Linked DNA regions of Pan troglodytes: region 1 is linked to region 2. A link is a contact called in public Hi-C data. All regions are on one chromosome and are shown on one strand. The core of a region is the stretch at or near the end of the contact, and the rest is flanking DNA. Distances in the headings are between cores, read along the strand shown. Region 1 holds the start of JADE1 (jade family PHD finger 1). Region 2 has its middle 230 kb from the start of JADE1.

What was found. A called contact is a pair of places that touch in the nucleus more often than the background predicts.
Region 1: a contact with region 2 is called in a Hi-C map of induced pluripotent stem cells, with 2.8 times the contacts expected there. The contact joins the promoter of JADE1 here to the enhancer-like site in region 2. A contact is called at or near these places in 3 of 7 Hi-C or Micro-C datasets (induced pluripotent stem cells and stem cell-derived neural progenitor cells), 1 of 1 datasets of contacts at active chromatin or transcription factors (stem cell-derived excitatory neurons) and 1 of 1 other capture datasets (stem cell-derived neural stem cells).

The regions. Positions count from the first base shown.
Region 1 is chr3:129,972,433-129,977,873 of NHGRI_mPanTro3-v2.0_pri, reverse strand. It overlaps JADE1 (jade family PHD finger 1), which reads right to left and starts at 2,908. Exons shown (of 11, transcript XM_001158814.6): 1 at 2,576-2,908.
Region 2 is chr3:129,738,618-129,743,658 of NHGRI_mPanTro3-v2.0_pri, reverse strand. No RefSeq gene overlaps it. Among named protein-coding and RNA genes, the nearest start is that of JADE1, 230 kb to the left of the region's middle. Within about 2 kb of position 2,073, at least 4 of the 24 cell types and tissues checked have an H3K27ac peak or open chromatin away from gene starts, as enhancers often do. A contact at or near this core is called in induced pluripotent stem cells and stem cell-derived neural progenitor cells, where this site is marked.

The DNA of each region.
Region 1 (5,441 bases), core at 1,659-4,158, 230 kb before region 2:
TGGGGGAGCTCGGCCGCCGCCCCGCAGCGGCGAACGCTCCGCGCGGCTCCCGCCGCCCGCCGGGGAATGCGCAGGGCCGCGGTTCCGCGCGGCGCCGCCCCCTCCCTCTCTCCCAATCCTCCTCCTCCTCCTCCTCCTCCCGAGGCGACAGAAACAACAGCGCGGGAGGAGGGGAAAGTAACTCCCGGCACCTCCGCCGGAATTAGCCCCGGTGCAGTGATGACACCTTCTCGTGGCGCAACCAAGCCCCGCTCCCTCCGCAGCGGCGTCCCCGCCGCCGCCGCCCTCTCCATTTGAAAGTGGCCACCCCTCGCCGCCGCAGCTCCTCCCGCCCCGCCGCCGCCAGCTGCACCAATCCGCTCGGCCCCAGTTGCAAATCAAACGCTCCCTCGCGTCCAGAAGCCACTTGCGCCGCTGGAAACGGCCGCGCCGTCCCCCTCCCCGAGTCCCTCCGGGGCGGCACCTTCGGGCTGGGGCGGGCGCGCCGGCGAGAAACGGTTTTAAGATGGGAGCGGCAGCGGCGGCGAGGAGCTCCGAGCGGGCTCGGCTCCCGCTCCCGCTCCCGCCCCCAGACAGTTCTGGAAACTGTGTATCACCTCTGTCACAGGAAGCCATCCGGCGAGGAAGGCGGCGCGGAACCAACAAACAAACGCCTGCGGCCGCCCGCCGGAACCGGCGCGGGGACCGCGTCGGGCTTCGGGCCGTTCCCGGGGCGGGGGCGCGGCGGCCACCCCCGCGCCGCGGGCTTTGTGCGGGGCGGGCGCGGCGGGCCGGGCGTCCCCGCCCCCGCAACCCCCCACCCCGGCCCGGGCGGCGCAGCTGGGACCGTTAGGTGACGCTCCGGCCGCGGCGGAGAAGCAGCGCCTCGGCCGCCGCCCGCCCCCATTTCCACACTGGGCCGCCTCTCCTCAAACACCAGAGGCGGGCTACAAAAGTTGGCCCCGGGGCCACCCAGCACCTGCCCACGTGCCGCGGAGGCTCGCTCCCGAGTCTCCCCCGGTTCCCTCCCCCGCCGCCCTCGGCCGCCAGGTCACCTATTACCGGTGGGAGGGGAGAGAGGCTGCTATTTAAACGCCCGCGGAAGTTGAGGCACCCCCACTGGCGGGTGCCGTGCACCTGCCTCCCGCCGCCGCGCTCCGCCACTTTGAGCAGCAGCCGCGTCCTCAGCCCCGCCTCCTGCCCGAAGGCGGGCGGGGGGGAGCGGGAAGGAGGTGGAAGGGATCGAATTTCTCCAGCAAATGGGACCGTTCCGACAGGATTCGGTTCCCCGGTCAACATTCCACATTCCATCCCTCTCCCGCATTTGCAAGCCAATGCCGAGCAACCCGGAAAGCCTGCTGGCTACCGAACAACAGCCCCCAACTCGCAAACACAGACTCACAGGCACAAGACACGTGCACTGAAGGGCTCTGCAACTTGCAGTCCCGGGGTACACACTACACGTTCATTTAAGGAAGCAAGGAGACCAAGAGGCCCCACCCCCACAATGTGCAGATGGTGCCAAAGGTTGCAATTTGCAATCCCCTTTAAGTTCACGATTAATCGGTACTTTGCTCTACCAACGCCAACTCCTACCCCATTTCATCGATTAAGGGGTTTTACACTTTACAAGCAGTCGCGCTGTAAGTAAAAGATCTGATCACTGGAAGCCCAGTTCGGAAGAATCTAATTGCCAAACTGTCCCTCCACCCCCACCCCCACCCCCCTCTCACTGCCCTTGAATTGATGCAATGAATATTTTGGACATGTGGTGACGCGGTGACAAGAGCCAGGGCTGCGGCCACCACACACAGATGTACCTACGCACACCTATGTTTGGACAAATACAGTCCCACCACACACACGGTCTCACACACACTGGATTCATATATGTACGCGAACCTGCGTTCTGCCATTGCCATCTGTCTACCAAGTTGCTACTATGCTTTCCACTTTCATGCAGCCTAATGCACTTTGGCTTTCTAAAAAAAAAAAAAAAAAAAAAAAAAAAAAAAAAAAACCTATAAACTAAAGCCAACTTAAACTGGGCTTCTGCTCCTAAACGCGTTTAATTGATGATTCACCTGAAAACCGCATGTTCTTCGCAAATCCAAAAGAAGAAATAGCTCTAAGTCTTCAGCCCCCCAAATTTGAAAAAAAAAATCATAATAAAACTTACTGATCCAACATAGATCAATTCTCAGGATCCAAAAATCATCCTCTCCTCCTCCTCCGGCCCCCGCCCCGGCAATGCCCAAGTTACTGGTGGGATAGTAACGCTGCGCTCAGCGGCTGCCTCCCTCCCTCCTCGCTACATATCGAGAACCCAATCTTTTGGCGCCATATTAATGACGTACTATATTATTTCCACTAGGCAGCGACCTTCGGCATTAAATTACTCCCGAGAACTCCCGAGCAAAGCAACAAAACCATCAAATATGGCTGAGCCTCTCGGCTCGTCCTGCAGCCGCCGCCGCCGCCGCCGCCGCCGTCGCCGCCGCGGGACCGGGACGCGCACACGGACCCACACGCGGACACGCGCGGACACACGCGCGGCGCGCCCACCCCGCGCGCCCCCCGCGGCCCGCGCGCGTACCTGCTGCGGAGGGGTTCGGCCGAGGCGCTGGGCTGGGCGCCGCTCGCTCGCTCGGAGCTGCATGAGTTCGGGCCGCGGCGGGCGGGGAGCCGGGCGGGCCCCTGCTCTCGCCGGCGCGCACACACCGGGCACTCGCGCACGGAGGCACTCTCGGTCTGGCGTTTGGCTTGTTATGGAGGAAGGACTATGTGAATCAAACTCATTTCTGGGTCACTGCTGCCACAGGGGGGAGCACTTTAATCCCTTGCCAAAACGAGAGGGTGGGGACGGGAGGGCGGAGGGAGCATGCGGGGAGCCCGCGGCGCTGGGGGCTCGGTCCCTCGTTAACTCTTCGCAGCCCTAGCCGCAGCCGGCTCAGCCTGCGCCAGTAGGGGCTCGCAAAGAACGGCACTGTTCAGCTCTTAGTCTCTTTCCTTACTTCACCCACCTTGTGAGCCTAGAAATTCTTGAGGTGTCTCCAAGCAGGGAAGTGGGTTTTTAAATTAGCCCCTTCAAACTGCTGTCCCAGTTTCAACTCTTGTCTGACATCTAGAAATGGATTCTTTCAGAATAGTTTAAAATTACGTAGATTAAAATATGGCTATTAAGATGTGTCATTTGGGTGAAAGGTTTTATTTTTAGGCTGAGTGGCAAAATAGTTGTTTGTAGTAACAGTTTTAGGGAGTTGCACATTAGGATGACATTTTTAAATAGAGATAATCGAATTCTGAATAACATCTTTACCTAAATTTGTATGGAAGTGATCATTGCAAATGAGCATTAATTCATTAGAAGATATTATTTATAAATTGACACCACTTTATGTTACACATTACTACAGAATTGGACATCTTCTCCCAAATATGAGGAGTGAGCCTAATGCTAAAACTAGAATTGCAGACTAGTATCAGATCAGTCATCGGAGATTCATTTGGGGGTATTTATGTGTAAAAACGAGTGGTTACTGATTTTCTGCAGAAGACAAGCTTGCTTTTTCATATAGAGGGCAACATACTTCTTTCATGGATTCATCTAGGGAAATAGAGGGGTATATGGCATTCAACTTCAATAAGAAAAAAGTACGGATTAAAAACTCCCATTCAGGCCGGGCGCGGTGGCTCACGCCTGTAATCCCAGTACTTTGGGAGGCCTAGGTGGGCGGATCACCTGAGGTCGGGAGTTCAAGACCAGCCTGACCAACATGGATAAACCCTGTCTCCACTAAAAAATACAAAATTAGCCGGGCATGGTGGTACATGCCTGTAACCCCAGCTACTGGGGAGGCTGAGGCAGGAGAATCGCTTGAACCCGGGAGGTGGAGGTTGTGATGAGCCGATAATGCGCCATTGTGCTCCAGCCTGGGCAATAAGAGCGAAACTCCGTCTCAAAAAAATAAATAAATAAATAGGAACAGTGATCACTAATTACAAAATTGAATATCGAACCCAAAAGGCATATGTGTCCACCGGAAGAATCTTTCTGAATATATCAGGTTTGATTTCATGTAATCCCACACCAGCCCAACTACCCACATCCAGACCCACATCCAGAACGTTATAATCTGATAAATGCGACAAAACAAAACTAATTGAGCCTTTCAGTTATTTTTCAGAAAACAAAGTAAGCCAGTGGAAATCCTAAGTACTGTATATGTCCTCTCCTGTTTCGCTAATGAAGAGTAGAAAGACTCCCTGCCAGTCCTATTCATGTGTTCACTTAATCCTGTTCAAAGCGATCACACATGTAAAGCACTGTGTTAACTATCATTATTACTATTCTTAGTATTGCTCTTCAGTTATTGTTATTTTTACTGGTTCACCTTGCACATACTCTCTGTAGAAGTTAAAGTACACAGGCTTTGTAGCCAGACATGGCTGGATCTGGCTCTATCAGTTAGCAGTTTGTGTACCTGTGGGATAAAAGAACTTTATCTGAGCCTCAGTTTCTTCCCTGGTAATAAAATTAAGTTAACAGCTGGCCCCTAACCTGAAGGGTTGTTAAGAGGAATCAGGCAACCTCATAACAGTTCAGGAGTAGAGGCCCTGGCAGTAGGAGGTTGTCCACTCCCTCGGCCATCACTCAACTCCTTCTTGGTTTTCTCTCCATCAAAAATTGCAACTTTTCTAAACTCCAAACAGCTTACTTCACGCATTCATGTTAAGAAAATTTTTGCCGACCGGGCGCGGTGGCTCATGCCTGTAATCCCAGCACTTTGGGAGGCAGAGGCGGGCGGATCACGAGGTCAGGAGATCCAGACCATCCTGGCTAACACGGTGAAACCCCGTCTCTACTAAAAATACAAAAAATTAGCCGGGTGTGGTGGCGGGCGCCTGTAGTCCCAGTTGCTGGGGAGGCTGAGGCAGGAGAATGGCGTGAACCCGGCAGGAGGAGCTTGCAGTGTGCCGAGATCACGCCACTGCACTGTAGCCTGGGCGACAGAGCGAGACTCTGTCTCAAAAAAAAATTTTTTTTAACTCACATTTGCTGCTTACTCTTTTATTTGCTTTTTCTATCAAAAACATCAGGCACCAACGAAAGTATTGAATAAAATGGATGACAAAAATAAAGGGATAAAATGGCACACAAACTCCCCACACTGACACATTGAACAGGAGTGAAGGTGCCATGTACAGAGTCTCAATTATGCCGTGGCTTCAGAGTACTCATCCACTGAAACAGTGCTATGTGCTATAAATAGCCCTGGACAAGAAGTCAGGAGACTCCCACCAACTCCCAATATGACTCTTTGGGCTTTAGTTTCCCCACTGAGATGATAGGAAAAATAATGTCTAAGGCCCCTTTCTCTTTAACATTCAGTCATTTCTGATTTTCTTACCAAACTTAGAAACGTGATGATTATTTGAAGAAATGGCGGACAACTTGAATC
Region 2 (5,041 bases), core at 824-3,323:
TGCTGACTAACACAGGGACATATCTTCAGGCACGTCCACATTTCAATTTAAAATCCCACTGTGGCAGTAGCTGAGACTTCTTTTTGAATTAGGTTGAAGGAGTTCAGGACATGGCACCCCAAAATATGCCACTTTGGTATGTTGATTATTTTGAGCTCAAGGCACTTGAAAAACAGCAAATGCAAGAAGCTTTCTCTAAGCTCTTATTACCTGCCTAAAGACAGATCCTCCAAGAAGAACTCAATTGTCATAAATTCCTTCCCCAGGAGTTTCATCAACCAGGAAAGATTGATTCTTAATCACAAGAGAGGAGACCAGAAGTTGACACCACACCCAGACACACTTTGTCACAAACTGTTATATCTCTCATCTCTTCTTCTAAGGGTCCATTCATCTTTCCTAAAATTCATTGACTCTTCCCTAAGTGGTCTACATCCTCTCTCCACTTCTCCTCTTATGACAGTGTATATAAGCTCTCAAACATCCCCACCTGTGTATTCACATTTTTCCTGTGATGTCTCTGTCCATGTAATATTACAAAATACGTTAACAATAATTTAGTACTTAAAACTTTAGATCATATTTTAAAATATTAAAAATTACAGTGAAAATTTTGTTTTTTGTGTTGTTAATATCCCTGTTATCAGTTTATTTATTTATTTTTATATATTTTTTGAGACAGAGTCTCACTCTGTCACCCAGGCTGGAGTGCAGTGGCGCGATCTCGGCTCACTGCAAGCTGCGCCTCCCGGGGTTCACGCCATTCTCCTGCCTCAGCCTCCTGAGTAGCTGGGACTACAGGGACCCCCCACCACGCCCGGCTGATTTTTTGTATTTTTAGTAGAGATGGGATTTCACCGTGTTAGACAGGGTGGTCTCCATCTCCTGACCTCGTGATCCGCCCGCCTCCGCCTTCCAAAGTGCTGGGATTACAGGGGTGAGCTACCGCGCCCGGCCTATCAGTTTATTTTGTAGACCCAATTACCGAACCTAGGAAGGTAACAAGGTTTGTTTTACCTAGGTGGGTTACCAGGTTCTGGCTTCAGGATCAGCTCATAGCCTGAGACCCAGGGGCCCTGAGGTATGAGTCTCTTTCTCCTTGAAATTCCTCTACAAGCTTAAAATGCATCAGTGCTTTCTGACAGATTTGGTTTTACAGCCTGATTGTGTCTAGGGAGAGAGAAAATGGAAAGGGTTGGGCACTGGAGATGAAGAGGAAAGGTCAAGATTCCCTAGAGGTCATTCTCACAGGTTCTATGGGGACTTTGTGTGCACCTTGCTTCTCTTTTAGGGGTATCTCTGTTTCTTACATTCCTCAGGCTTTACCACTATTCATAATAATCATACTATCCAGGCATTCGGCCATTTTGCTGGCCTGGACATAACTGACTTGCAACTCAACTGCCCAGGATGATATAAATGTGTGATATTCTTTATTCAGCCCTTTTCGTAGAGTAGAGGGAAAAGGATTCTCTCTAGAAAGTGAGCAGACTAGGCCGGGTTCTGTAGCTCAAGCCTGTAATCTCAGCACTTTGGGAGGCCGAGGTGGACAGATCACCTGAGGTCGGGAGTTCGAGACCAACCTGACCAACATGGAGAAACCCTGTCTCTATTAGAAATACAAAATTAGTCAGGGGTGGTGGCGCATGCCTGTAATCCCAGCTACTCAGGAGGCTGAGGCAGGAGAATCGCTTGAACCCAGGAGGCAGAGGTTGTGGTGAGCCGAGATCGCACCATTGCACTCCAGCCTGGGCAACAAGAGTGACACTCAGTCTCAAAAACAAATGAAAGATAGAAAGTGAGCTGACTATTACCATCAATGTCCCTGGCAGGCTCTGGCATTCCTCGTTCATTAAAGATAAGTACAAATTGGACTTCCAACAATTAACAAAAATATTTTAGCAGCTTATTCTGATCTTGAATAACAAAAGTTCATTGCACACCCTTGAATTTTTTCTTCCCAATTCCTGGAATTTATATAAAATTTGTAGAGAAACCCAATACCTTGATGCATTCTACTAGAGAGTGTTAGAGCTCGAGACTTTCAGGAATTAAACCAAGTCAGCACACTCTATTCTGCTATCCTCAGACTCCTCACCCAGGGTGGTGGTGGGGAGCCAGGCATGGGGCTCTTAATACAACAGGAGGACACCGATGGGGAAATGCCTACTGCCCCCTGCTGGTGAAAAAGGGTCCATAGTTCCAACAACTTGCATAGCCCTAAAAGGCCTCATTTAAACATTGTATTGAAACCATGGTATCAGCTTCAAAATGACTTTAAATAATCTTAAATATTTAGCTTTTTAAAAATAAAACTGAGCAGTAAAAATCTACTGCTTGGTTTTTCCTTAATTATACCGCTCCTCCTCCATCTTTTCAGTTTCCTTTACAATCTGGTAGATCATACGACATTAAATTCTAGGGCATTCAGCACCAAACAATGGTTGACCTGTCTTAGGTACCAAAGTCCCTTTAATTTGTGATGATAGATAAAACTTTTCTTAAAGTGTTCCTTTGAGAATGTATCTCGAAAGTATTAATAATTACCTGGAAGGTAACTGTGGCTGTAGCAAGTGCTGGGACTTGGAGTTGTATGTTATCGTTCCAGTATCAGTTCTGACACTTACTTAACTGTAAGATTTAGGAAAGTCACCTAATCTCATAGACCTCATTTGTGAAATATAATGATAATAATACATAACACACAGGGTTGTTATGGGGATTACATGAGATTATTACAATGAAAGTGTTACTCTAAGAGCTATAAAATTGGAAGGTATTACAACTAAAGGAGCAGGTAACTGTGGGGTTGCCCACTTAACCATTATCAGACAGGTATTTGGAGTCAAACGCCCTAGAGCACAGTAAGGATTAAACATTAAACTGTAGATATTCGTCATTGAGATTAGCGTTATTACCATGGTTTAATATTTAATTCTCACTGTTCTCTAGGGGACCAGATGGACTCTGTGGAGAATGTAGACTTAGACATTCCTGACTACTTGCATCCCAAACTAAAGTCCATACAAGATAAAAACACCTCATAGACAGAAGAGTCACTCCATGAGGCATTCTAAGAATGCACTTTCTGCATGGTGACTAGTTTTTAAGTGGCCAAGTGGATAGGCTCTCAGCAATCTTGCTCCTCTGGGAATAATAAAAACATTACACTGAAGGTTTTGTTTGTGAGTTGTGCTTTTGGACCTAAGTTTTTCTGCTATAAGGGGTATATTATTAACAAAACAAACCCAACCGAAAAGTTGGAATTCCTGGAAATTCACCAAAATTGCCTGGCTGCTGCAGCCCAACAATTCTTTAGCTCTTTTCAATCATCTTTATTTTGGATTTACTTGGAATCCTTGATCTTTAACCCAATTTTGAGCATTACACTGTCCCTATTTAACGCAAAAGGAATATTTTGGAATTTTAAAAGAGCCACAAAATATCAAACCCAAGATCCTAGTTTTGGGTCTTGTTTGTTTGTAAGGGTGGAAGGATTTTACATCTTATTTTGTACTTACTGTGTTCCCAGCAGCTTTTGTTTTGCTCACATCTCACACAGAGCATACTCAATTCAGTGAACTAATTTGGTTGTATGGTAAGCACTGCAGAGAAGTTATGAAAAAAAGTCGCAATCGGGAAGGTAGAAAAGGTCTTCCAAGGATGCATTGAATCTGTTACATATACTCTGGGGCCTCCGAGTTTTCTGGGAAAAAACAAAAGCAAAACAGTGGCTGGGAAACCAGCTTAGTACATAGGTATTAAAGCATGGAACAGCTTCTTTTGACTAGTTTAAGAGGAAGCCATAAAGCACAAGTTCTTGGAATTATGCCAGCAAAAATGTAACCCTTTTATTTATGGGGGCATTCATCAGAACTGGGCCTTTGTGAGCCTACCCCAGACTGTGGTCACTTGGTTTAGTCAGTTGCTGACTTCTCTGAGAGAACACATCCCCTTTTAGCAGAAATAAGGAGCAAGGAGAACCACTGGGTAGTGACTATCACAGTGATTCCCAATGGAAACCAACCCACGAAAGCCCTGTAAAGAATAGCCCTGCTGTATTCCATGCCAGTGAGTGATACTTACACACAGGACGGGTGAGGCAACATGGATCCACAAACACCTGGTTTACTTATGTTGGCCATGATGGTGCCCTCAGGACAAACCACAGATAGAGATCTACCCAAGGAATTCCTGAGTTCATAGGCTGACCGTGTCCTTTGATCCCCAACCCAGCCATTTCTATATGACCTCTGTTGTTGTCCCAACTGAACCCCATTTTTCTCTCTTTTGTGGTTGTAAGGATGAAAAACTTGATGACTTCTTTCTCTTCATCATGGCTACTTCTCAGAATGTCTTGCTGACCATGTCATTGTTGCCTGATTCTATTGATCTAATAAAATCTATTTCTATCAACAAAATATAACTATGTGTGACCACATATTTATACCTTTTCACAAATGGAACTTCTTACAAATAGATTTCCCATCCATATTAACTTATTAAGTAAAATTTTCCTGTTTTTTAATAAAATAAGTTTTCCTAATCTCAAATACTATCCAACAGATGTTAGTCACAAACATACATCATAAATGGGAAAGTATTATAATAAAGCTCATTAGGGCTGTTTATTTACCTTTCAAATGCTATTGAATTTTTACATGATTTTCTCTGCAATTCATTAGTTGTTATTAAGAAATAAATATATGATTGAATTTTCCAAATATATTTGAATTTCATAGTTTAGCATTTCATACGAGAGAAATAATCAGCCAATGTTTTTGCCTGCTGTTTCCATGAAGATTTCATTTATCTTAGAAGTGATTAATATAGAATGAATATAAATAATATAAATTTAAATAGAATATACTTTTTTTTTTGCTATGTTGTTTGTTAGGCTTTACAATGTTGTAAAAAAAACTGTAACAATCCTCTCAGACTGGAATTTTTCTTTATCAAACTTTTCCTCCATTTTCAGGAAGGAACAATGATTCAGAAGTCTTGTAGATTAGTCACTTCTTAAGAAGTTAGATCATTCAGT